Linked DNA regions of Mus musculus: region 1 is linked to region 2. Evidence: chromatin contacts called from public Micro-C data. All regions are on one chromosome and are shown on one strand. Each heading gives the region's core, a stretch centred on a gene start, on an enhancer-like site or on the middle of the called end of the contact. The rest is flanking DNA. Distances are from core to core; before and after follow the strand shown. Region 1 overlaps Ptprm (protein tyrosine phosphatase, receptor type, M). Region 2 overlaps Ptprm (protein tyrosine phosphatase, receptor type, M).

Region 1 (5,765 bases), core at 1,550-4,049, 420 kb after region 2:
TTCTTCTTGGTCATGATGTTTTGCACAGGAATAGAAACCCTGACTAACACACACACACACACACACACACACACACACACACACACACACACACGAACATTTATATTGGAATATATGTGAATGTATATTCCAAATCATTTGTGATGGACTAATTTAAAAAATAAAGGCCAATCATTTAAATAGCAGATTCAAAATTCAAAAACGATGGCCCACAAAGAAGATGAGTCACAAGAAGCTGGAAGCTGGACACAGATGTTTGCAGAGAGATGACAGACAGCAGAGAAACAAGACCAGTAGCACACAGCAGAACCTAACAGAAAGGGAGAAGCCAGAAAAGCTATAGGCTCTGAGCCCTCCAGAGCTACCCTCTCTGGAAAGAGAGGCCAGGGTAGTCCCAAGCGGAGGAGCCTCTAAGCCAATGCACAGTGAATCACTGTTCCCCAAGCACAAGGTTAAAACCAAGTTAGATGTAGATAGAAGACTACTCTTAAGCATGCCATATAAAAGTCATGATGGTGTCATCTATAAATACTTGCTGGTATCAATAGCTTTAAATTATAGGTTGGCATTTGGGTTTATTAAGGAAGATCCTTCGGATGCATTAAAAATCTGTTTACCTTCGGTATTGATTTTTTGATAAATATATTATCCAGAGAGGTTCTGTGCAGTGATTTCTCTAGCAGAGCTGACATTTATTCAATGATATTTGCTTGACTGAATTAAGTAGCAATATATGCTCATCTATCTTTGCGCTATCTGGGAAATTATCTTATCAAAGTTGAGCAAATATTTTATAGAAATCTTAGGGTCTGACATAATATAAAGCTGAGGCAAGGATCTAGCTGTCCAAGACCTTGGAGTTACATATTAATCCCTCATGCCTATTTATACCAAAACAGGACAATGTGTCTAAACAGTATCTTACTCAAGTGTTTGAATGTTTTAAGGTGGTATTTCTTTAAAGAATAAAAAGGATCATCGTTGTATGTAATTTTAAATGATTTTCTCCTCTAATAGTATATACTGGGACTAGTGGATAAGTCCTCTCAGGACAAGTATGGCAGAAGCTGATAGTACGTATTTTCTACAGGCGTCTTCACTCAGCCACACACTCGAAGTCCTCCTCCCTCAATACAGGAACAACCCAGAGAAATCTGGTCACATGGTCCTCTTGGGTTCTTTTCATGTCCCATGTAAATATCCCCCTTGAGGGCAATCTCAGGAAATGTGTTGAAGATGCCAGGGTTGCCGCAGCTTAGATGTATGTGTGCAGACCTCAACCAGGTTCACCCTCCCATCTGGAACCACCCTGGACCATAGAAGAGATGGAAACTAGGGATTCAAAGTGGTAAAGCCTTACACTATGAGATCTGCTTATCACAGCACCTGGGTTAACACAGAGACCCCTGCCTCTCCAAATTTAACAAAATCGAAAGAGTTCTGTATTCATTAGAAAACCTCAAGTGTTAAGCTAGGGATCTAGATGACAAGGCCTACTCAGCTCAGACATGTTGCACTCTCAGAAGTCATCCAACAAGTCAATAGCCATTTGTAGGTAGCTACTTTATGTGTTCCTATGAAGGAGCATACAAAGAAAATGACAGTGTCCTATAAGAATGAAAGAAATCATGGCTTAGCTAGGAGTATGACACTTCTGCAAATTGAGAAGTATTACAGACAAAGCCTTCTACTATAATGCACACACAAGACAAACTCAAGTTCCCTTAAAAGGCAAATCCCTTGGTCACAGTTCATTTTCTTGTTTATTCGTTTTTAAGCTACAATACAGAATAGGTTTTATTGTGACATATTTACACATATCTACCACAGTGCCTTATTCCTATCTACCACCTACACACATACATCACCCCCATCACAGCCTGTTCTTTGGTTTCCATGTTTATGTCTTATCTGTTTTGGTGCACGAATATACACGTGTGCTTAACCAACTTTCTTCTCCAGTTCTCAAGCTTACAACCATTCCCTGCAAATTAGCTTCTGATTCTTTTCTTTTCTTTCCTTTCCTTTTCTTTTCTTTTCCTTTCAGTTTTCTGGATGCAAGTTCCTTAGTACAGAAAAGCACTGGGCTTAAGAATTGAAAATCAATCATCTTTCCAGGGAGATTGGTACAAATAACAAGAATAGCCACAAATGCAGCAAATACCAAGGCTCTAACAGGCTTTGTAACAGTTCTTAATTTTGAAAGGTATTATTGAGCTTGTCAAATAAAAAAAAAATTCTAAGAATCTCTTCTTTAATATACTTGAACTAAATATAAAGCAGTCAAGAGAGATAGAGAAAAAAAAAACCCACATTTACCTAAATTATAAGATCCTACGTAGCTAGGAACACTTTTTAGAAATCCCTTTCCCTTTGTGTTATTGGGGACACAGAGGAAAATAAGACTAGACTCTCTACTTATGATGACTTCAGAAGTCTGTGGTCAGATCTGACCACTGGGATTGACTCTGAACCACACAGAGGTTAGGATTGGCCTGGTACTGGCTCCCCACCATAGGCAGTGCTCTAGGAAATCTCTGCCCCCTGCTCTGCTGGGGATGAGTCCTTAAAGAAAACATTGGTCTTATCCACTACAGATTACTAACGATAGATGACTATATGCAGTGCAAAGATAAATAAGAATTCTCCACAGGCCCAAACAGGCCAGAGGCCTAGGGAATATTCATTGTCACACTTTAAGTATCTGCATCTGAAGCAGAAGTCAAGCCAGACACCTGGGGCCTGGAGCCCTGGTCCCAGTAAAAGGCTGAAGGATTACAAGTCTCCACCTGCTGGGGAATTTGAGGAATTACCAAGAGCAGAAGGTGTGGCTTGGCTGAAAGCTTATCCGAAGGAACTGAGTAAGAAAGCACTACCTTTTCTGGGAGATTCCAATGTGCTTATTTCTGTCTAGCACAGCTACAGCTTTTAGTCATCAAAGGTTGAAATGCAACAGTGTGGTGTTTCTGGTTGTTGGTTGGTTGCTTGCCAAAGTCAACAGTGTATGAACCAAACGGGGCCATTTCATGGAGATCTTCTGTCTCTCTGTGAAGGTAATGAATTCATTCTGAAGTTGTGCTTGAGAAAAAAGCTCTTCATCTTGGAGGACACAAAATCAGTGCCTGATCATGATAGGCATACCACAAGAGTATAACTTAAAAAAAAAAAAAAAAAAAAAAAAAAAAAAAACCCAGTGGGTCCCAAAATAAAGTGAAAATGGACAGGAAACCAAACTGTGGGCTGGAGGGAGGTGAATGGATGTTGTGGGAAGATCTGAGGTGGGGGATGGGTCAGCACTCATTGTGTACACATGTGAAACTGTTAAGGGAAAATATTTAAGGAAAGAGAGAACCAATGAGCTAAGAGATCATCTATTTCTTCCCCTCCAAGCTTATAGCATACAAGCTAAAGAAAACTATTCAAATCACTGCCTTAACTATATTACCATAAAAGTCAGGGTTCATACCTTTGACATATCAGCAAATCCAAGTAGAACACAGAACTTTCCTCTAGAAATAAATCTGTCCCCTCCCATGAGTGACCTATGGATGGGGGTGAGGAAAAACCCACCCGTGAGGTGAACTGTTATTGATTTTTATATAATTTCCATCAAGCACCATTTCCAAGTCTCTCTGAAACGTGTTTAGTCATCTTTATACCATCTTGTCACTATACATTTCATAATAGAAGAAGTCGAACTGATTTTATCATGACACTATATATGACAGCTAGCAGTTAAAAACCTCAGAAGTGGTACTACTGAATGAATTTAGATGGCCCTGCTCATATATATGTTTGAATAATTCACTTTACTCTGCCTTCTATTCCTTAGAAATCCTATACTCAATTTCAAATGTATGAATATTAATCCTATTTTCCAATTGTTCTGGAGCATGAGATTTCATAAACTCACCCTTCACAGAATTAATAACATCCACACACGGTTATGTTGCCTGCTAAGATGCCATTCGGCGTGTATTATTTTATTTGAAGCTCTAGTGAAATGTATTTGTTAGTATAAAGAACTCAGTAACCGAATGAACTATTTATATTATCTTTATTCAAAGAGAGAGTGAATTATCATCCCCAGGGGTATCCTTTATTCAGTTTCTAGAAGTTCTTCCCCTCTTTTCCTTGCTGGCTTCTCTGCAAACTATAAATTGAGGTAGTCATCTCTTAAGAAAGCCTTTCACAGGACTTCTCCGAGCATCTTCCTGGACCCCCAAAGTCCCTGAGATCCTTCCAGGGAACCTCAAATAAAACTATTTCCATGATAACAGAACACTTGACAGTCCTGTCCCCACGTTCCTCTCACCCATTCACAGGTACAGTGTTGCTCTGCTGCCCAAGGGAACGGACGGATGCTCATTCTCCTTGTGTTCCCCACCCCCACTCCCTGCCCAGTTTTCTTACATAATCCGAAAGTTAGCAGTAGGCATTACCCACATTGACACTTTAAATCTTTAAAAAAAAATCTCAGATATGAAAGGCATCCTACCACTGAAGAGTCTGAGATTTGTTTCCTAAATCCTCAGAGGTGCAATACATAGTTTATTTTCTTCCTAGGTACCCTACAGTTAGCCCAGTGTGACATCTGGAGGACAGTTTTCTGGTGTCACCACAGAGACCACAGACCAGGCATTTTATAAAGAAATGCTCATCCCCCATGGCAGTGAAGGCAGATGAATTTAATCTTGTTCCACTGGTACCCATGGAGGCTTTGTGCTATGTCACAGCACTGAAGAGAGCATCACACAGTAACAAGGAGAGGTCATGTCTGCCTGGGGCCCTACAAACCCCTCCATGGGGCCACACCCTCAGGACTTTAGGAACCTTAACCTCCCCAAGACCTTATGTCCAAATATTATAAAACCAGCCTATGAAGCTAGGGATTGGTTCCAGCATGAGTCACTCAGCATAAAAGATCCTCTATGTTCCCACAGTCTACAGCCAAGACGGCAAGAAGCCGGAAAACATGGTAAAACTTATCCTTGATCGGCAAGCTTCTTCACATCTCATCAGTCAAGGCAGATGTGTTCGTGTATAAAATAGGCAACACGGATGCACAATACCCCAGCATGTCTGGGAGACAGTGAAGCAATTATCCAGGTCGACTAACGATGGCAAAGGCTACATGTGCTGTCAGCTCATCTCTTTCCACAATGATCCAACACCACTGCTAACAACCACAGGGGCTGCATTGGCTCTCAGCTCCCCACTGCCTGTCACTCACTTGACAGCTATTCACCTGCATAAACTCTTCTTTGACCTCACCACACGAATTTCAGGAAACATGGGAATAGATTTTGTTTGGCTGTGACCCACACAAGCCTACACGTTTAAGATCATTTTCCACAAAACAATAGGGAAACTGTAAACAAAATAGTAGTGAATGTTTGCCCACATCAGCGTAGTGCTATTGTCTAACATGGGCACTTTGTATACTTTAGCAGCCTTTATTTGACTACTGTTTTTAACAACCAATTAGACATAATAAATTGTGCCATAGACAAATCGTTCAACCTTTTCTGGTGACCAAGGTCCAGATAGATTAAAAGAAATTAACATTATGTTTAAAGAATCACTTTTGTTACTTTTGATCTGTGTATCTGTGTGAGTATATGTATGTGCGTGTGAGTGCAGTCCCCAGGACAGCCTGAAGAGGGCATCAGATCCCCTGGTGCTACAGCTACACACAGATGTAAAGCTGTCCCCCATGGGTCCTGGGAGTTGACCTCTCGATCTCATCAAAAGCAAGCCACAAA
Region 2 (5,446 bases), core at 802-3,301:
AAAAGCATCCTTCCTAAACAACGATGTAATAAATAGGAGGGTATATGCCACCCACACTGAGCCACTGTGGAAAGAGGCAATATGAGTGACCCTTTTAGGTTCAAAGCCTCTGCTCATTACTGCTTGAGTTGTTAAGAACGACTCAGCACAGACCCTGTGGCTTCCAGCATCTAACTTGAAGTCTAGTCATCAGTGAACCACAAAATGAACACTGACTGTTGGGAACAAATAAATAGTTTGCATCACCAGGCTTTTGTTTGTTTTTGTTTTTGAGATTCCACCTACTCTGAGTCAGAAACATACTGAGACGAGTCCACCATAACTATTCTTTTAGGGAAACTGAGCTATTGTCTGAGGTAATTATGAAGCTGAGTCATATCAAATGTTTATAAGGAAATGCCTACTAGACATTCCTGGCATGTAACAAATACCAGAGTCATCCAGAATGAAGAACTAATGACATGCCAAGTCCTCCTGAACAGTCCCTGTTCTGAAGGCCACTAGCTGGGCCTTTCTAGGCTAAGGGCCTGGGTATTACTGTTGAATGTAGGAGGAGGTTCAGAGAACTCCCCTGGTCATGTGTAAAATCTGGGTAGCCTAATGGGATCTATGGCTACCAGCTATTAACCACGGAAATGCTATGCCCAACACTTCAAAGACTTTCCCAGCTTGCTAAGTTTGAGTCATCAAACATTGATATTAATGCCCATCCAGGTGTCTATCCTAGCATGAGGCTTTCCTCCTGGTTATTTCAAAGCTCTTTTATGATCTTATTTTGTGTTGCATGAAAATATCACAATCTCCAGAATCCGAGATACCCTCACTTGCAGACCTCAATGGTGGACCCAGGCATTTCTGACTCTACAGGACTTCAGTAAGGAGGGGGATGACATATTTCCTCTCACAGGACTGTTGGGGAGAGCAAGTACAGCTATGCACGTCAGTCCTGGAATAAGGCTATGCTCATTCCTTCATTAGTCAGATTTTCCTTGCTGAGAGCAGACACCAGAGAGAGAAACTCAAAGGCGCACATTCCCAAGTTCCTGAGGCCTTGGTCTGTCTCTGGGTGTGGTGGAGCAGAGCAGACATAGCAATACAGGAAAGGCCCATGGCAAGCAGTAGCGCTGAAGGCAACATCTCCAGTGACCAACTACTTTCACCAGTCCCCAATAAGGCCATGTCAACCGCTCCATCCAGGGATCTATCCACCATGTTAGAGTCCTCTGATCTGATCACCACCACCACCCCCCCCCCCCCAGGCCCCATCAGCTGGGAACCAAGTTACTTCCTGTAACAACCGCTCCTATTAGAAAGAATCACCTCCTTTCTGGGAATAAAAGCAACATTCTAGTAGAAGTTACGTAAAAGAACTCAGATCTCCAAGAGCATGTGGTGTGCTTCAGAACGGCAAAGCTTGGGAGCGGATGACTCCAAGCAGCTGGGCTCTGGGGACGGACGGGAACAGGGCCTAATTTAGAGGGAAGCAGGACAAGTTCTGAGTCACACTCATCAATTCCTACCCCAGCATCTCCAGGCAGCTCCTCAGTCACTTAGCTGTCCTTAGGCTGTGCCGTGGACCACAGAGCTTAAGATCCCAGGATCCCGAGCCAGAATCCTGCTATGAATCTTAGTCCTGTCACCTTCTGGTTGTGAGACCTTGGACAAAGTGCCTCGATGTAGTGCCTTGATTTCCCTGTACGGTAAATGGGCACAATACTACTGCTGACATTTCACAGCCCGAGGATTCAGTGAGTTAATATAATGTGTTCAAAAGTATCAGCTACACACAAGTGAGTGAATGCTACCCATCGCAGTTGTAGGGCTGAAAATGGCATAGCCTAAGACCAGGTCATTTTTCACTTGGACTAGTTTGTCTGTCTGTCTGCCAGATCTATGCTGACTGCAGCTTTTTCTTTTCTTTTTTTTCCCATTACCCCCCTTAATCATTTAGTGACACATACAGCGACTTGATGGTGGTGATATAAACACAGGCGTGTTAATCCAGTCACGAGAAGGGATGGCTATGGCCTCAGCTTGTTTACCTGGAAAGGTTATTGTGGGAGAGTGAAGAAGAACGGGTTGCAGTCAGCACATTCAATGCATGTGTGCACAGTGCATATCTGATGCATGTGTGCATAGTTTGCCCTCGTCATCTGCCCCCTCCATGGGCACAGACGTAGCCAAATGGAAAATATTAGAAAAGTGTGTTTGTGTTGAATCAGCACAGATTTCTTCTCCTATGATTATTCACTGGACAGTAAAGTGAAATGTCCCTTCATTCAGCACATACACTGTGCTACGTGTGACAAGAGGACCAGGGATTACTTAAGGTGCCACTGTTAGTAGGTGTCCCGACTTTAGGTGCCCTGCTCTGTATAAGGGCCTGTGGCTTGCCTGGATACAGCATGTGGGGGATGTGTGCGCATAACTACACGTGGTGTGGCAACTGGCAGGAGGGCGTTTATTTGAGGCTAAGAGTGAATGGGAGTTTTATACACTACAGCCATCTGTATGGTCTATATTGTCTTTATAATCTGAAAAAATGCTGACACTGTATTTATTAGAAAACAAAAGCAACTGAAATGAAAAAACTGAAAAAACACAAAGTCAACTCCACAGCTTGGGAAAGAAAAGCCTCGGGTAAACTTAAATATTAGCAGCATTTCAATTAGGAAAACGACACTCTGGGCCATTTCTCCAACTCTACTGTACACATTTTTCTTGGACGTATTGCTTTTATAATTAGAGAAAAATAAGTTATTTTCCACGCATGCCTGGAATTTAAACAATATATACAATATTATTATATTATAATAAAAGTATGTAATATAAACATATGTAATAAGCATTATATTTATTAATATAAATATAAAAATAAAAGTCTACAGTATAAACAAGTGATGTTTATATTATAACCACAGGCCATAGTTCTCTGTCACAAAATTAACACACTCAACTACTTTGCCAAATTCAATCTGCATGAAGACTTATTATTCCCCTAAAACTTTAACTAGAGGAGATGTGACAAATGCTTCAAAATGTCCCCAAACTGCACTCACTAGCTTCTCATAGAACTGTCAACCTCAAGGCCATTCCTGATCTCTTCTTCAAATAGCTCCCATACGAACAAACAGCCTTTCCACCCACCAGCTCCCTGTCCATCTGTATGTCTGATCCATCCTTTATCTGCCCGTCCCACATCCTACCCAGACTTTGGGCTGCTCAGCTTCTTTCCTTGGATTCACCTTCTCTCAATTGGTGTTTTGGGATAAGAAACTGGCACACGGAGACCTGGTTATAACAACTACCATTCACTGTGGAATAGTTACCATCGGCCTGTGCTTTCCACATGTATGTATACATGCACTGAAGTGAGTAGGGTGGAGGTGAAGCAGGTCTATGGGTGGATCCAGGAAGGGGGGAGGGGAAGAAAAGATGCTGAACAAGGTGCCAAGTTATAGTTGACAGGGGGAGTCCATATTCATGTTCTATAGCATGATGGTGACGATTATTATTCACAACAATTATTATATACTTGTCAGGAACTTGAAGAGATGGATTCAGAGTTCCTTGATAAACATATAAGGATGGAAAAAGGCTAATCACTTATATAATGTGCATATGAACTGGATAGCCATACTGTACTGTCATCAATACATAGAATTATTATGTATCAATGGAAAGAAAAAAGTCCTCAGAAAGCCATTGAGGAATTAAGAAAAAAATACAAAAGGATCAAATCAGGTCTTTATGCCCTAAGTCCTCTAAACATGGTATTTAAACCTTTTTGTCAAATGACATTATTTAAAAATACTGCTAAGTAGCTACATAGGCTCTCCCACTTCCTGTTACAAGGAGTGACACTGGGAATGGCTTTACAGCTTTAATTCACGCATGGTCAAGTATTCCCATGGCGGCAGAACAGGAGCCTGCAATTGACAAGCTTTCATCTCTAACCAATTCTCTCTCTCAGTTAATTATTGATGACACAGTTAGGTATTGAATTGGAATCACAGCGACCAGAAGCGACATCTGGCCTCTGAGAGGTGACGCAACATTAATTTAATGCCCTAGCTGTTTTCTGCAAAGAAAGGTGTCGCTCCTTCTGTAGTTACCTTTGGCCAAGGACTCTGCTGCACCTGTAGCAAGGTACAGACTGGGAAAGGGTCCCAGTGAGCACTACCAGGAGGGGTGCTTCGCATACTCCCCCTGCTGTCTGCCTCCACTTGCTTCCCCCAGACACACGGGCTCTGAGGAGGACCCCGGTCTGACCTCAGGGAGCTTTGCATGAAGACCCCATCCTGCTGTCAGTAGATTGCTGCCTTGCCTTGTTTGTGGCTTCTCCATTTACCTCCTCAGCCAGTCTTACTCGGTACTGCTCAGAACCAGCAGGGACCCCTGACTCTAGGTCTTCTCGACTTTCTGGTTTTATCCCACAGTTTCCTGGATGTGCTGTTCTGATCCACATCAGCTGTCCGTCCACTTGAATGTAATGCTAAAGGGCCCTGCACTTCAGCTCCTCCCTATCTCTTCTCTCCCACTGCCTCCGAGAGGATGCCAGCTGCAAATAGGCTTTATAGACCTGTTGGTGCTCAATTAGCAGAGAGAGAAGAATTTTGCTCCACTATAAAAATCCTGGGAAAATGACCTTTGACCTGGGCCATCAAAACTGGGTTTCTGGTTAAAGTAATGGGGATGGAGGGGAGGGGAGATGAAGCCAAGCAGCCCAAGCCCAGATACTGATGCATTGGGGAAGCAGGCTTGCTCCAGCAGAGGGCAGACTCAGAAAGGACTTTTTTCCCCTTCTTAGCAAGGATGTGCGTGCTGCCAGCATCAATCTGCATCAAGTCAGTTTTTATGGAACTAGGTTTCCCATCAGGACTCCAGCATCACCCAGCTTCTGTGTGCATGGCCCACTCTTACAGCCTCCCCCTCCCCTGTGTGGGTCCCAGGGTCTCCATGTGCCCCTCCAGACTCTCGCTTTGCTTCCAGCCTTCCCATCTGACCTGTGTATCTGCCAAATGACCCACTAATTCATTTCTGGTACTTAGGCCCCCTTGTGGCCATTCTCAGAGCAGTTCTTTTAACCGTCCACTCACAGCTCAATTGAATGCTCTGAAATGTCCCCAAGCTGCACTCACTAGCTTCCCATGTCACTGCCAACCTCAGGACACATCTGATCTCTTCTTCAGACGTGTTCTCATTTGACTACATAGTCCACCTGTCCATTAAGGGACATTAAGGGACCATCTAACTGCACATGATTCAGCTGAAGCTTGACCTGTGGGGACCGGCTTATTTGGAGGTATGGGAGGGCCTCCACATTCTATCTAGAGGTTTAGTTGTTAAGTTACTTTCCTTCAATCTACAACATACATTTTCTCATGAGGGCTACTTAAGATCTGTTAACTGGGTGATTTTTTTTTTTTTTGATAGATTTTCTGTT

What was found. Hi-C and Micro-C count contacts between places; a contact is called where the count stands out from the background.
Region 1: a contact with region 2 is called in a Micro-C map of the HL-1 cell line, with 3 times the contacts expected there. The contact joins two enhancer-like sites. A contact is called at or near these places in 1 of 39 promoter capture datasets (hippocampal neurons), 22 of 484 Hi-C or Micro-C datasets (the HL-1 cell line, adipose-derived mesenchymal stem cells, cardiomyocytes and 13 more) and 6 of 115 datasets of contacts at active chromatin or transcription factors (cardiomyocytes, embryonic basal ganglia, embryonic fibroblasts and 3 more).

What each region holds. Positions count from the first base shown.
Region 1 is chr17:67,173,197-67,178,961 of GRCm38.p6, forward strand. All of the region lies in intron 2 of Ptprm (protein tyrosine phosphatase, receptor type, M), which reads right to left. Among named protein-coding and RNA genes, the nearest start is that of Gm52313, 110 kb to the right of the region's middle. Within about 2 kb of position 2,800, at least 17 of the 459 cell types and tissues checked have an H3K27ac peak or open chromatin away from gene starts, as enhancers often do. A contact at or near this core is called in the HL-1 cell line, where this site is marked.
Region 2 is chr17:66,750,505-66,755,950 of GRCm38.p6, forward strand. The region is part of intron 18 of Ptprm (protein tyrosine phosphatase, receptor type, M); the gene reads right to left. Among named protein-coding and RNA genes, the nearest start is that of 1700016K05Rik, 39 kb to the left of the region's middle. Within about 2 kb of position 2,052, at least 21 of the 459 cell types and tissues checked have an H3K27ac peak or open chromatin away from gene starts, as enhancers often do. A contact at or near this core is called in the HL-1 cell line, where this site is marked.